4 separate regions of the Pan troglodytes genome follow, and regions 1, 3 and 4 are each linked to region 2. A link is a contact called in public HiChIP or PLAC-seq data. All regions are on one chromosome and are shown on one strand. Each heading gives the region's core, a stretch centred on a gene start, on an enhancer-like site or on the middle of the called end of the contact. The rest is flanking DNA. Distances are from core to core; before and after follow the strand shown. Region 1 has its middle 16 kb from the start of AK3. Region 2 holds the start of JAK2 (Janus kinase 2). Region 3 holds the start of RCL1 (RNA terminal phosphate cyclase like 1). Region 4 holds the start of AK3 (adenylate kinase 3).

What was found. HiChIP or PLAC-seq counts read pairs in DNA pulled down with a chosen protein or histone mark.
Region 1: a contact with region 2 is called in an H3K4me3 HiChIP or PLAC-seq map of stem cell-derived excitatory neurons, with 8 times the contacts expected there. The contact joins the enhancer-like site here to the promoter of JAK2 in region 2. A contact is called at or near these places in 4 of 7 Hi-C or Micro-C datasets (blood, induced pluripotent stem cells and stem cell-derived neural progenitor cells), 1 of 1 datasets of contacts at active chromatin or transcription factors (stem cell-derived excitatory neurons) and 1 of 1 other capture datasets (stem cell-derived neural stem cells).
Region 3: an H3K4me3 HiChIP or PLAC-seq map of stem cell-derived excitatory neurons shows a contact between it and region 2, with 7 times the contacts expected there. The contact joins the promoter of RCL1 here to the promoter of JAK2 in region 2. A contact is called at or near these places in 1 of 7 Hi-C or Micro-C datasets (stem cell-derived neural progenitor cells) and 1 of 1 datasets of contacts at active chromatin or transcription factors (stem cell-derived excitatory neurons).
Region 4: an H3K4me3 HiChIP or PLAC-seq map of stem cell-derived excitatory neurons shows a contact between it and region 2, with 4 times the contacts expected there. The contact joins the promoter of AK3 here to the promoter of JAK2 in region 2. A contact is called at or near these places in 1 of 7 Hi-C or Micro-C datasets (stem cell-derived neural progenitor cells) and 1 of 1 datasets of contacts at active chromatin or transcription factors (stem cell-derived excitatory neurons).

What each region holds. Positions count from the first base shown.
Region 1 is chr11:111,147,459-111,150,230 of NHGRI_mPanTro3-v2.0_pri, forward strand. No RefSeq gene overlaps it. Among named protein-coding and RNA genes, the nearest start is that of AK3, 16 kb to the right of the region's middle. Within about 2 kb of position 1,258, at least 1 of the 24 cell types and tissues checked has an H3K27ac peak or open chromatin away from gene starts, as enhancers often do. A contact at or near this core is called in stem cell-derived excitatory neurons, where this site is marked.
Region 2 is chr11:110,919,950-110,922,951 of NHGRI_mPanTro3-v2.0_pri, forward strand. It overlaps JAK2 (Janus kinase 2), which reads right to left and starts at 1,322. Exons shown (of 25, transcript XM_016960555.4): 1 at 155-1,322.
Region 3 is chr11:111,112,110-111,115,200 of NHGRI_mPanTro3-v2.0_pri, forward strand. RCL1 (RNA terminal phosphate cyclase like 1) reads right to left here and starts at 1,502. Exons shown (of 9, transcript XM_520471.9): 1 at 1,095-1,502. The coding sequence starts at 1,230.
Region 4 is chr11:111,163,536-111,166,313 of NHGRI_mPanTro3-v2.0_pri, forward strand. AK3 (adenylate kinase 3) reads left to right here and starts at 1,423. Exons shown (of 6, transcript XM_054657906.2): 1 at 1,423-1,774. The coding sequence starts at 1,624.

The DNA.
Region 1 (2,772 bases), core at 8-2,507, 230 kb after region 2:
AGGTGAAATTAATATAGAGAGTTTATTGGGGTCAAGGTTGAGAACTGCAGCCTGGGACACACTTTCAAGTTGCCTTGGAGAGTGCTCCCAAGAACAAAAAGAGAGCCTCAAATTTTTAAAGAATATAAGACAAATCAGGAGAGGGGGCAATTACAAAATTGATCATTAGGATTTCTCATTGGTTTACAGAAATAACACTGATCAGTGATTGGCTAGACTTTGTTGAACTATAGGGTGTATGGCATTTCATGGCTAATTGGCATCAGTTAGTCTAGAGTCTGCATAGCAAGAGACTTCAAGAGATCATTATTCAGCTCGAGAAGGAGTGAGATGTGACTGCAGTTACATCCCAATGCCTCTCTGGGCCTGATAATGTAAAGGGGTTCATATTTCTCAGATAAAAAATTTATCTTTTATCAGTGGCTTGCGCCTGTAATCGCAACACTTTGGGAGGCCAAGGCAGGCAGATTGTTTGAGCTCAGGAGTTTGAGACCAGCCTGGGCAACATGTCAAGACCCCACCGCTACTAAATTAGAAATTAGCTGGGTGTGGTATCAGGCACCTGTGGTCCCAGGTACTGGAGAGACTGAGGTGAGAGGATCACTTGAGCCCAGGAGGTTGAGGCTGCAGTGAGCCATGTTTGCACTGACTGGGGTGACAGAGCAAGACTGTCTTCAAACAAACAAACAAACAAACAAAACCTTTTCTTTTCCCTCCACACTTGATAAGAATGGTTTTTCACCTGCTTATCCACAAATTCCATGCCATTCTCAGGAAAAGTGAATTACAAGCCTGAAGCAAAACTGCAAAGAGGGCAGGGTTTGTCTGGAGGCTCCTTCCCCCACTTTCTGTACAGGAGTTTTCTTTGAGAGCATCATGAGCCAAGAGCCAGATTATTCTGGATTCCTTTCCCATCCCATCCAAATCCCAACCTCCCTGTGCCCAAAGCATAGTGGCTCTGCTGTCAGCTGTGACTAATATGATTAATTAACTTTTAAAAAGTTATTGCTAGGAGACAATATCTTAATGTGCTAATGTATTTGTCTTTTAATAGCAGTCTTTAAAAACTGGAGCCAAAGATGGGGGATAGAGGTAAAGAGAAGGATAATTTCAATGTCATATTACACAATTTGCCTGAAGAGATTATTTGTAGACAAGGCCCTCCGTTTACATAATGATAAGGCATGCCAACAACAGGAGCCTCACTGACCCTCTGAGACAGGCATGATCTTCATTATGCTATTGAGACAAGCGTGGATCAGAAAGGTCAAGTGCTCGCCAGGGTCTGTAGAGCTAATTAGTGATGAAACCAGGATGAGGACTCAGCTACCTTAGGCTAATTTGCACTTCATTTCTTTGCCACCTTATTCTACTGTGAGAGAATATTTAATGAGGTGGAAGTTGCAAATACTGACTGAAAAGAGACACTGTTTTTTTTTTTTGTCTGCAGATTTACATTATCCTTTGCTTTGTTTTTTTTTTTAAATAACACTTGTCACTACATTGAAAAGAAGGTGGGAAGGAAGGAGAGAAGAAAAGATAAGCAGAGCAAAAAAAGAGAGGGAGCAACCAGTATATACCTAGCATTTTACATATGCGAAATAAAAATTATAAGAGGTCATTGTTTTAGACTAAGTTTCTGCACTAGGCCCCAGCAGACCAGACTAAAAAGAATTTCCACATCCATGTCACCAAACCCAAACTAAATTGTTATCTGACCTTCCTAGAAATCCGAAGAAAGAGATAGTAGCCAATTTGCCAAATAGGCCAATCTTCAATTGGCAGGATAATGAAGTGCCTTCTGCTTTAACTCCTACCTAAAAGAAGTAGCCTGCAGTAACCTGATGTTAGCTCATCAGTTATTTTTCTATTGTTCTGTCTCCACCTCACAGGAAAGCAGCTTTGCAATGCCTGATACACACCGTTCTTTGCCTCTGCTTTCTTCACCTTTCCCTGTCTGTAATTCAGCCCTTTCTCAGCTCCTAGGAACACTTATTCTGTTTTACAGAATGAAGTGTTGTCCAACTCTAGAATCACAAATAAAACCAGGTGAGCTCTTTAAATTTGCTGTAATTTTGTCCTTTGACACATATATAATCTTATTTAAATCTTGCAGCAACCCCATAGGGCAGGTATTATCCTTCCCCTGTTTCATAGAGGCAGGCTGGTGAAGCTAAAAGAGGTTAATGATTTTGCTCAAGGTCTCTCAGCCTGTGAAAGTCAAACTCAGCTGTGTGTAACTGCAGATCCTGTGATCCAGGAAACTCTTGAATTTCAAGGAGGGCGATTACCCTCATGGGAGTAAATGATTACCTTTGTAAACCAAAAATAAAATCCTGAGCTTCCCAGCTGACGGATTGGACTCTTTCTTGGCCAAGAGAAATCTGAAAAACTGAGTCCCTGGCCATGATGGGATGGGAGGTCAGGCGCGCCTCATTATACTCCCTCGCTTTTACAGTTTAGACACAACTAATGCGCAGCATTCATGTTAAAATAGAGATCATGAAACTTAACAAGAGGGACTCTTTGTGAAAATAAGATACCAAATTATAAACAGGACCTGAGGCTATGCCCGACAAGGGTTAAGTCACAAACCCCTGCAGGTCACTCTGACCCAGACTTTCTTATCTTGACTTAAATGTTCCTTTCTGTGGACTTCAAATTTTTAGACAAACCTTTACTCCTTTAACCAATTCCAATTTTTCTTTTTCTTTCTTTCTTTTTTTTTTTTTTGAGACAGGGGTCACTTCATTACCTAGGCTAGAGTGCAGT
Region 2 (3,002 bases), core at 72-2,571:
GCCACTAGCAGGGGGCAGGCGGGATCAAAAGGTAGGAAGGGGGTGGAGAGACAGCTGCTGCCCCCCACCCAGAAGCCAGGCAGAGATAACACCCACCGGCTACACAGATCGGGCGACCAGAGCGCGCCCTCGAGCCCGCAGGGGCGGCTCCTACCCGGCGGGCCAAGGTCTGCGAAGCCCCGAGGCGGGCACGGCTCTGAACGACCTCCAGGCTGGGCCCTCGGGGGCCCTCCAGTGTGGGCTCAGCTCCCACTCACATCCCTCGGCAGCGAGGACCAGGCCTCTCCCTGCGCCGCAGCAGCCCTCAGCCCCGACGCGCGCCGCAAGCCCGGGCCGAGGGGCCCGACCGGCCGAGAAGCCGAAGTGGCGACGCGAACACCCAAGCGAGCCGGGCGCCGGCCCAGCCTCTCAGCGCCGAGGGAGGCCGTTAGCGGCGTCCGCTGCTGCCCCCTTCTGCTCCTCTTCCTCTCTCCTTCCTGCAGCCCCACGCCACTCCCACTTCGGGCAGCCGGGAAGCCCGTCACAGTTGTCTCCACCCTCTCCGGGGCCACACCGTCTTCTCAACGCCGCGGGCGACACTGGCTTCGCCGCCCGGCTAGCTTCGAACTCAGCCTCCCGGTTGGCCCGCAGTCTCCCCGAATGGCAGGAGACTGGGCCGGATAGAGGCTGGGGGAGAGCCGGACGCGCGTCCTGCAGTGCGCGTGCGCCGCTCGGTGCTGGTCGCGGGACCTGCAGGCGCGGGCCACGCAGGGCAGCTGCCTCTCGGGAAGCCGGCGAGCGCGCGTGGAGATTCCTGGGACGGCCCCTGGGCGTGAGCGCGCAAGGAAGTTAAGGCGGCGGCGCCTCGCGAAACACTGGTGCCCGGCTGGAGCTAGGTGCCAGCGCTGGGCCCGGCCCTCACTAGATGGGCGGGTGTGGGTGTGGCCGCCGCCCTCCAGGGACGCGGCCGGGAGTGACTCAGCCTGGCTGGCTCCCCAGCGCGCAGCCTGCACAGGAGGAGGCCGGGCTGCCTCCGCGCGGAGACTCCCCTCCCGCACACTTCTCCGCTTTCTGCTTTTCCTTCCACTTCCCGGGTACAGCAGACCTGTCCTTCCCCAGCCCAGGCTGCTAGGCCGAGGGGAAGTGGCGCCGGGGGCCGGGGACGACGCGCTCACACACGCTGTTTCGTGGCAATGCGACCTCGAGAGCCTGACTCCGATCAGGCACCTTGGCTGGAAAGGGGTGAGGGTGGGATGAAGCGCCCAGCTGCCTGCGGGTTGGCAACAAGGCCTAGCGAATGTTTCTCCTGGAGGAGAAACAACTTGACCGGCGTGGCCTGGTGTAGCCCAGGAGAGGGTGGAGACGACGGCTGTGACGGGCTTCCCGGCTGCCAAAGGGCCTCATTCATTTATTCAAATATTTACTGAGTGTCTACTAGGTGCCGGGCTGTAGGTCCCCAGAGATACTAGGTGAACACGACCCCACACACTCCTTGCCCTACTGGATTGTATTCTGATGGAAGCGACAAAACAACAAACAACGCTTTAAATGCATAATGTGCGGGGTGTGTAATTGCCACTAAGAAAATGCATAATTTTCTGCTGCCATATACATAATAACAAAGAAAAGGAGTAGAAAGTGAGGAGGGGGTGTGCGATTTTACGGTGGCCAGGAACGATTTCCTAGAATAAGTGACATTTGAGCAGAGATCTGAAGGATGAGAATGAACCAGTCCCATGACTATCTGGGAAAAGAATTTCAGGCAGAGGGACTCCTGAAGGCAAAGACCTTGAGAAGGGAAAGTGTTTGGCAAGTTCAAGGATCAGGAAAGAGGTCACTGTGGCTGGAGGACACTGAAGGAGGGGGCAGTGGTAAGAGGTGAGGCCAAAGAAGTAGCCTGGCACCAGATCGTGTAGGGATTTTTTCAAGTATTAGCCCTCTTTCTGTCAACCTAAATCAAGTGACGCATTCATAGCTCCTGTTTCCCCATACACAACTGATGCTGCTCTTCAGGTCTGTCTTGTACTTAATGGTTTCTTTAAATAAACCTCACCAAAGCAACTCCTGCATTTCTTCTTACATAAGACCCATTGCAAAAGGTCTTTAAGCAAATGATAGCAGCATAGGAAATTACTTGAATTCACCCTGAATCTTTTAAAGTAAATAATGAACTAGAGCTGTATAAGAGGGAGGGATTTACAGGAAAATTGCATTCCTATGGCTACTGCTTCATAGGCAATACATGGGCAAAGTTAGTAAGAATTTCTAATTAGTAATTGTGACTCAATGGCTTAGAATATCAAGGCCGCAATTACAAACAGTGACTACCAAAAGAGTTCCTATTTTCCTGCAAACAAAAACTGCTACTGAGGTAAAAGCTAGAACACAGACCCACATAATGAAGAAGAGCTAAAGATGAGCTTAATGTCATGGTTAAATGAAAAGCATCACAACTGTGGAAATGGAAATGTGATTATTTTGTGAGGGGAAGAAAATGCTTGTTTTAGAACTCTGAAGCAGTATTACTTTCATTATAAGTGATGTTTCTATATTTTGCAGTGATATACTTATGTAACTAGGCATGGTATCTGTTACTGTCCACAGCCTGTTTGCAGGGAGAAGCCATTTGGACTTGGTGAATTGCAGGGAGAAGCCATTTGGAAGTGGTGAATATTGAGGATATTTTTGTGGGGGAGCAGGTTATTTTCTTAATATTAGAGATGTGGGTGTGGAAGACAAGGTGGACAAGGGGTATATTATTCATAAGCCTATAGAATTGAGAAATCTTCTGTCTCCCCACATAGAAAGATGAAGCAACTTTCCTCCTGTCATTCAGAAAGTGAAAGCCTCCCTCATCACTAATACATGATTTTAAGTCAATGCTAACCTGGAATGTTGAGCTTTTTTCACTCTGTATTAACAGAACTTTTGAGCTCTTTATGTGATTCCTGGTAGTGGCATCACTAGAAATTTGCTACTCAAGGCAAACATTTCAGGAAATTTCCCTTATTCTTTGATAATGA
Region 3 (3,091 bases), core at 252-2,751, 190 kb after region 2:
CTTTCCTTCCTAACCTATCTCCGTCAATAGCATGGCATCTCTGCCCTTTATGTGCAACCAATTACCACCCAAGAGAGGCAGAGATCTAACTATCCAAAAAATGCATTCAGACAGATAAAACAAGAGCCAGTGCAAAATGAAACACATCAGCGCCGCCCAGGAAGCTTCCAGGACCAACCACAAACACTCTTTTTCAATTTACAGACAGGTTTTTTCCTTTTTCACCTGACTGCTGACTCGCCCAACTTGGGATAACCACCAGTCAGAAGCTTTTAAATGCATGTATCTCATTCCAGGGGGCCAGGTGTAAACCAAGGCCAGTTGAAAACCGGCGCCATTTAATGAGATGAGGGTTTAAATGGGCCTATTTCTTTTTAACCTACCATTGTGGAGCAAGAAGTGAGCTTGGAAGCCTGCAGTTTAGCGCTTGTCACCAACCCCTTTTCTAAAGACAAGGCAATTAGGCCCATGACTGTTAAAAATCTATCTCAAAGCTCTTGTCCTGCGCACATCAATCACAGTCACGGCTGAAAACAAACACAGAATTTTAAAAATTTCTTTATCCACACCCAAGGACAAGTGTGAGGGCAGCCGAGAAATCATGGCGACAGGAACAGCCGGTGTCCAAGGGGGCAGCTGCTTCTGAGACCTGCTTTGAGACAGGGCAGAGAACCAACCCAAGGTACTTTTCTCTCCCAATGTCTCTCCCCCGGCTCATTCACCATATTTCGGTCCAACAAACTGTTTTTCTCCTTTGGAGGTTTATGGCGAAGGCAAGAGGGGCAAAAGGGACGCGAAGGGGCGACGCCAGGGATTTGTTGCTACACGTAAAGCTGGAAAACGTGCAGCTGTTTACTACCAGCGCCCCGGAGACGCCGAGCGCAGCTTGCAGCTGAGCGCTCCCCTCGGGCCCCGACCCCGCCTCCCCCACCGTGCGTGCCCCTCCGGCTTTGGAGGCGACGCGCCACCTGCCCTCCCCGACGCGCTCGCCGGACGCCGAGCCCCCCAACCAACACCGCGCGGGCCCCCAGGGCATCAGCTCGGTCTCCCCTCAGCCCCCGCGCCCACGCCGCGCGCCGCCCACACCAAGTTACCTCGGAGGCCCGGGTTGTCGTCTCTGGCCCGAATCTTTCGGATTTTGACGGGGCGCCCGCTCAGAGTAGACAGGACCAGACGTTGGCGCAAGAAGTTGCACCCTGCGTAGCTGAGGGAGTGCGCCTGAGTCGCCATGTGCGCGCTCTCCGAAGAGACGTGAGCAGCCCGAGAGCGGCGACTTCGGACAGACGCGGGACTCGTGACTCCGATGGTGGTGGTGGCGGCGACACCGACGGCGGCGGCTCGGGCTGCCTCCAGCAGCCCAGACGCGTCCACGTGGTTTGGAACAGGAAGACGGAGAGACTAGACACCGGGTCAGAGGGGAGCGGGGCGGAGCCAGTGGCCACCTCCCCGCCTCCCTGCCCGACCGGGGCGGCCCCCGCTTCGGGCCACGCCGCTATTGGCCCGCGCCGGATCAGGGCGGGGCCCGCGCCGGATCAGGGCGGTGCCCGCGCCGCGCCTCCATTGGCTTGCGCTGCAGCTGGGCGGTGCCCAAACCGCGCTGCCATTGGTCCGTAGTGGAGCTGGGCGGTGCCCGGGCCCTGGCAACAGCGCGCGGCTGGAGGGAACGCGGGAGGGTGGCCAGGGAACCCCGGCGCGGGAGTTGCCAGTCGGGGCAGTCTCCTCTGTGTACCTCCTGGCGTGGTAGCAAGGGGAGATGGCGGACTGAGATTGATGCCTACGACGTGCCGGATTCTTAGCATTACTACTTACGGCAACTACTGGGGTGAAGATGCTATTATCTACCCCTCCTCTTTCTTACTAAGAGAGACAACAAGGGTTGGTGCACTCACCCTATCGCAGGGATGCTGCTCAGCGCACTGCCGGCGCAGTCCCGCAGCTCCATGCTGTAACCCTGCAAGGTAGAGCCATCCTGTCTTACTCATGGATAAAGGCTCGAGGAATATTGCAAAGCTGACAGTGGCAGCCTATACTGAGACCCGAATCCCCCCACAGCAGGCCGTTGCTTATTTTATTGAGACACCTCTTTGCCCCTTTCTCACGGGTCCCTTCGTTTATCGTCATTGCGTTTCATGGCAATTCAGGCCCTTCTACCTCGCATGCTTCAAGATAGATAGTTGTAATAACTTCACACACACACACACACACACACACACACACGCAATGCTTTTTCCCTCTTTCCCGTCCTCCTCCAATCCTGCACAAGAAAATCTTCCCAAACGTTGGATTATTTCACTTCTCTACTCAAAAACCTTCCAAAATGTACAGTTAACTAACAAATGACTACACGAGTAGAAGTCCGATATCATAGTAATGTGGGTTTGTAGCCATTCCTGGACAACACTCACCAAACCATGAGTTTCAGAATGCACGGGGGTTCGCGGGGGGAAGGGGGGCGGGGTATGATAGTGTCTGAAAGCGGTGGGAGTTTAAGATTAAGGGATGTAGCTATCCTTATGTAGACAACAGTGTGTTATAAAGTGGAGTGGAGTGGCATGCTCATGACTCACTGCAGCCTCAACTTCCCGAGTTCTAGTAATCCTCCAACCTCAGCCTCCCCATTAGCTGGAACTACAGGTGTGCACCACCATGCTCAGCTAATTTTTGTATTTTGTATAGAGATGGGTTTTTGCCATGTTACCCAGTCTGGTCTCAAACTCCTAAGCTCAAGCGATTGGCCCACCTTGGCCTCACAAGTGTGAGCCACCACTCCCAGCCTTTAATCCATTTTTCTTTGATTTTTGTAAATGGCAAGAGATAGAGATCTAGTTTCACTCTTTTGCATATGGATATCCAATTTTCTCAGCATCATTTATTGAAGAGACTGTCCTTTCCCCCGTGTATGTTCTTGGCAACTTTGTCAAAAATGAGTTTACCGTAGCTGTGTGGATTTATCTCTGGGTTCTCCGCTCTGTTCTACTGATCTATGTGTCTGTTTTTATGCCAGTACCATGCCATTTTGTTTACTCTAGCTCTGTAGTATAATTTGAAGTCAGGTAATGTGATTCCTCCAGTTTTGTTCTTTTTGCTTAGG
Region 4 (2,778 bases), core at 173-2,672, 240 kb after region 2:
TCGGGAGGCTGAGGCAGGAGAATCACTTGAACCCGGGAGGCAGAGGTTGCCGTGAGCCGATTGCACTCCAGCCTGGGCAACAAGAGCAAAACTCTGTCTCAAAGAAAAAAAAATGTACAAGGTATGTATTTTCTCTTTCTTTTCCACACCAGAAAGTATAAAGGCTAATGCCTTTTCTAAGTACCAGGCTGTCTACCTATTGAAATCCCCCATCCATTCACTCAGCTAAGATTCACTGACTGTCTCACCCTGAAGTCATTTCTATCTTCTTTGGAATCAGTTCTGGACCTCTGAGGAGAATGGTAACTGTGTTTTATTTTCAGAGAGGCTTCTTTCTGCCTTAGCATAGTGTCCCAGGACAAAGCAATGATAATAAATGGACAACCATTATTGAACATTGACCCTGTAGCTGGCATTGCACTAAGTACTACATTATTTTAACTCCTCCATTCTACTCCTCTATGCCCATTTTACAGGCAAAATGATACTCACTCGAATGTTTTTGTCCTCTGTTTCCATTCTTGAAACATGCCAAACCTCCAGTTTTAGGGCCTTTCCCTAAAACTGGACATAGGAAGGGCCCATGTCTCTCTCTTCCGTATTCTAATTAAGCGCTCGGCACACATGCCATCTCTTCACAGCCTTTCCGACCGCCTGTCTACAACAGCCTGCCTCCACAGTTTCACACACTCCTTTACGTTATTTATAACAGAGTCTCACTCAATGAAAGCTGGATTTCCTCTCCTGTAAAATGAGGTAGGCCCTCTCGGCTCAAGGTCACTCCCTGTGATTCTACACAGAGAGGGAGTGGGAAGAGGGCGCTCGGCAGCAGAGGAGGAGGAGGGAAGGGCGAAGGCGGGAGTGGGTGCAGAAGCGGGGGGTCTGGCGGTCCAGGGGGGTAGAGGGGAGGGGCGGATTCGAGTGGGCGCCAGGTGGAGCGGGGACAAGGGTTGTCAGGGGAGCACGAAAGGGGTCGCGGTGTGTCCGGCAAGGACTGGGTAGGGCAGCGCCTGCTATGGACTAGGGGCGAGGGCTACGAAAGGGTTGTTGGAGGGATGGATGCGGGTGGATTCCGAAACCAAGCGGCTCCGAGGGGCGACTAGAGGTGGGGAGGGGGCGCGCGGGAGTTGCCAAGGTCGGACAGAGGGGAGCGCGGTCTATCCGGCTGGGAATGGGCCGGACAGGGCGCGGGGTTCCGGGGTCGCGGAGAGGCGCGGAGGTAGATCTGAGCTGAGTGGAGGGCGCGTGGGGGTGGGTGCAGAGGGGCGCCGAAGGGATCCGGGCCCAGCCGGCCGGTGGAGAGGGGCCGCGGAGAGGCGCAGGTGGGAGCTGGGCGGCCGAGCGAGCGCAGAGGGGGCGCGGCTTGCGCGGCTGGGCGGGAACAGGCGCTCGGTCGGGGGCGGGGGCTGCGCCGGGGTCGCCGAGAGGCGGACGCAACAGCGGGGTCCCGCGCAGTCTGGGCGGCCCCAGTGGCTGTCGGCTCACTTCCGGGAACGCCGGGGAACCGCAGTAGCCGCCTGCTAGTGGTGCTGCCAGCCGGCCGGCGCAGGCTGCCGAGCGGGTGAGCGCGCAGGCCAGGCCAAAGCCCTGGTGCCCGCGCCGTGCGGGCCTCAGTCTGCGGCCATGGGGGCGTCCGCGCGGCTGCTGCGAGCGGTGATCATGGGGGCCCCGGGCTCGGGCAAGGGCACCGTGTCGTCGCGCATCACTACACACTTCGAGCTGAAGCACCTCTCCAGCGGGGACCTGCTCCGGGGCAACATGCTGCGGGGCACAGGTGGGAGCTCTGGGCCCAGGGCCGGCCGTGCGCTGTCACCCGGGTCGGACTTTGCGGGCGAGGGGCCGAAGCTGGGCACGCGGGTCCCTGGCTGCGGGCGCGGCATTTCCCTCCCGCCGCCCGGGACAGAGACCTCGGGCTGCTGAGCGACTGCGCCCCCAAACCTCCGGCCTCCGTGGGCCGCTTCGGGCGGGTTATGGGGTGGCGGTGGGGGAAGGGACTGGAAAGTTAGGTCAAGCTCGAAGTTCAGAGATGAAAGGAAACCACGGGGCTTTGTTTCAGAGGCCCAAGTCTTCCCAGTGGCAGCCACTCTTGGGGGTCCGTCGAGCTGAGCTGCAGCTTATTCAACGTGCTGGTGCATTTGGAAGACTGTCATTAGCCCTGCTAGAGTTTGCTCGTTCTGTTTTCTTTTCTTTTCTTTTCTTCTTTCTTTCTTTCTTTCTTTCTTTCTTTCTTTCTTTCTTTCTTTCTTTCTTTCTTTCTTTTTCTCTTTTTTGGTGTGGTTAAGCTCTATGAGATCTTGTAGTTCTGACCTTTCCCCCATATTCCCAAGGCCAAGTAGTATTTACCCTTGTTGCAGTCATAAAATTATCTCATTTTGATATCCTTAGATTTCGTAGACACGAAGGCTATTCTTGTGCATGGTTATATAAAATATTTTGTTTCTCATGCCAAATAAATTCTTACAGCTCGGCACGAAAGGCAGTTAAGAATCTACACTATACAATGGGTGGATTTGTGGTGTGTAAATTCCCTCTTAAGAGGGTTGTTTTTGAAAAGCTAGTAGCAGGAGTTTTTTTCTCAAAAAATGTTGACCTTACTTTTCAAAATAGAACCCGTTTTGAAACTCATTTTGAAACCCATTTACATAGAAATAATGCTTACACAAGGCCTTTTACTTTTGTTTTCCTTTTTTTTTTTTTTTTTGTGAGGATAGCAAACAGGATAGACGTGCATAGCATAAAAAACAGCGCCCTCTTTCGTTCCCTACCTCAGTCCCATTC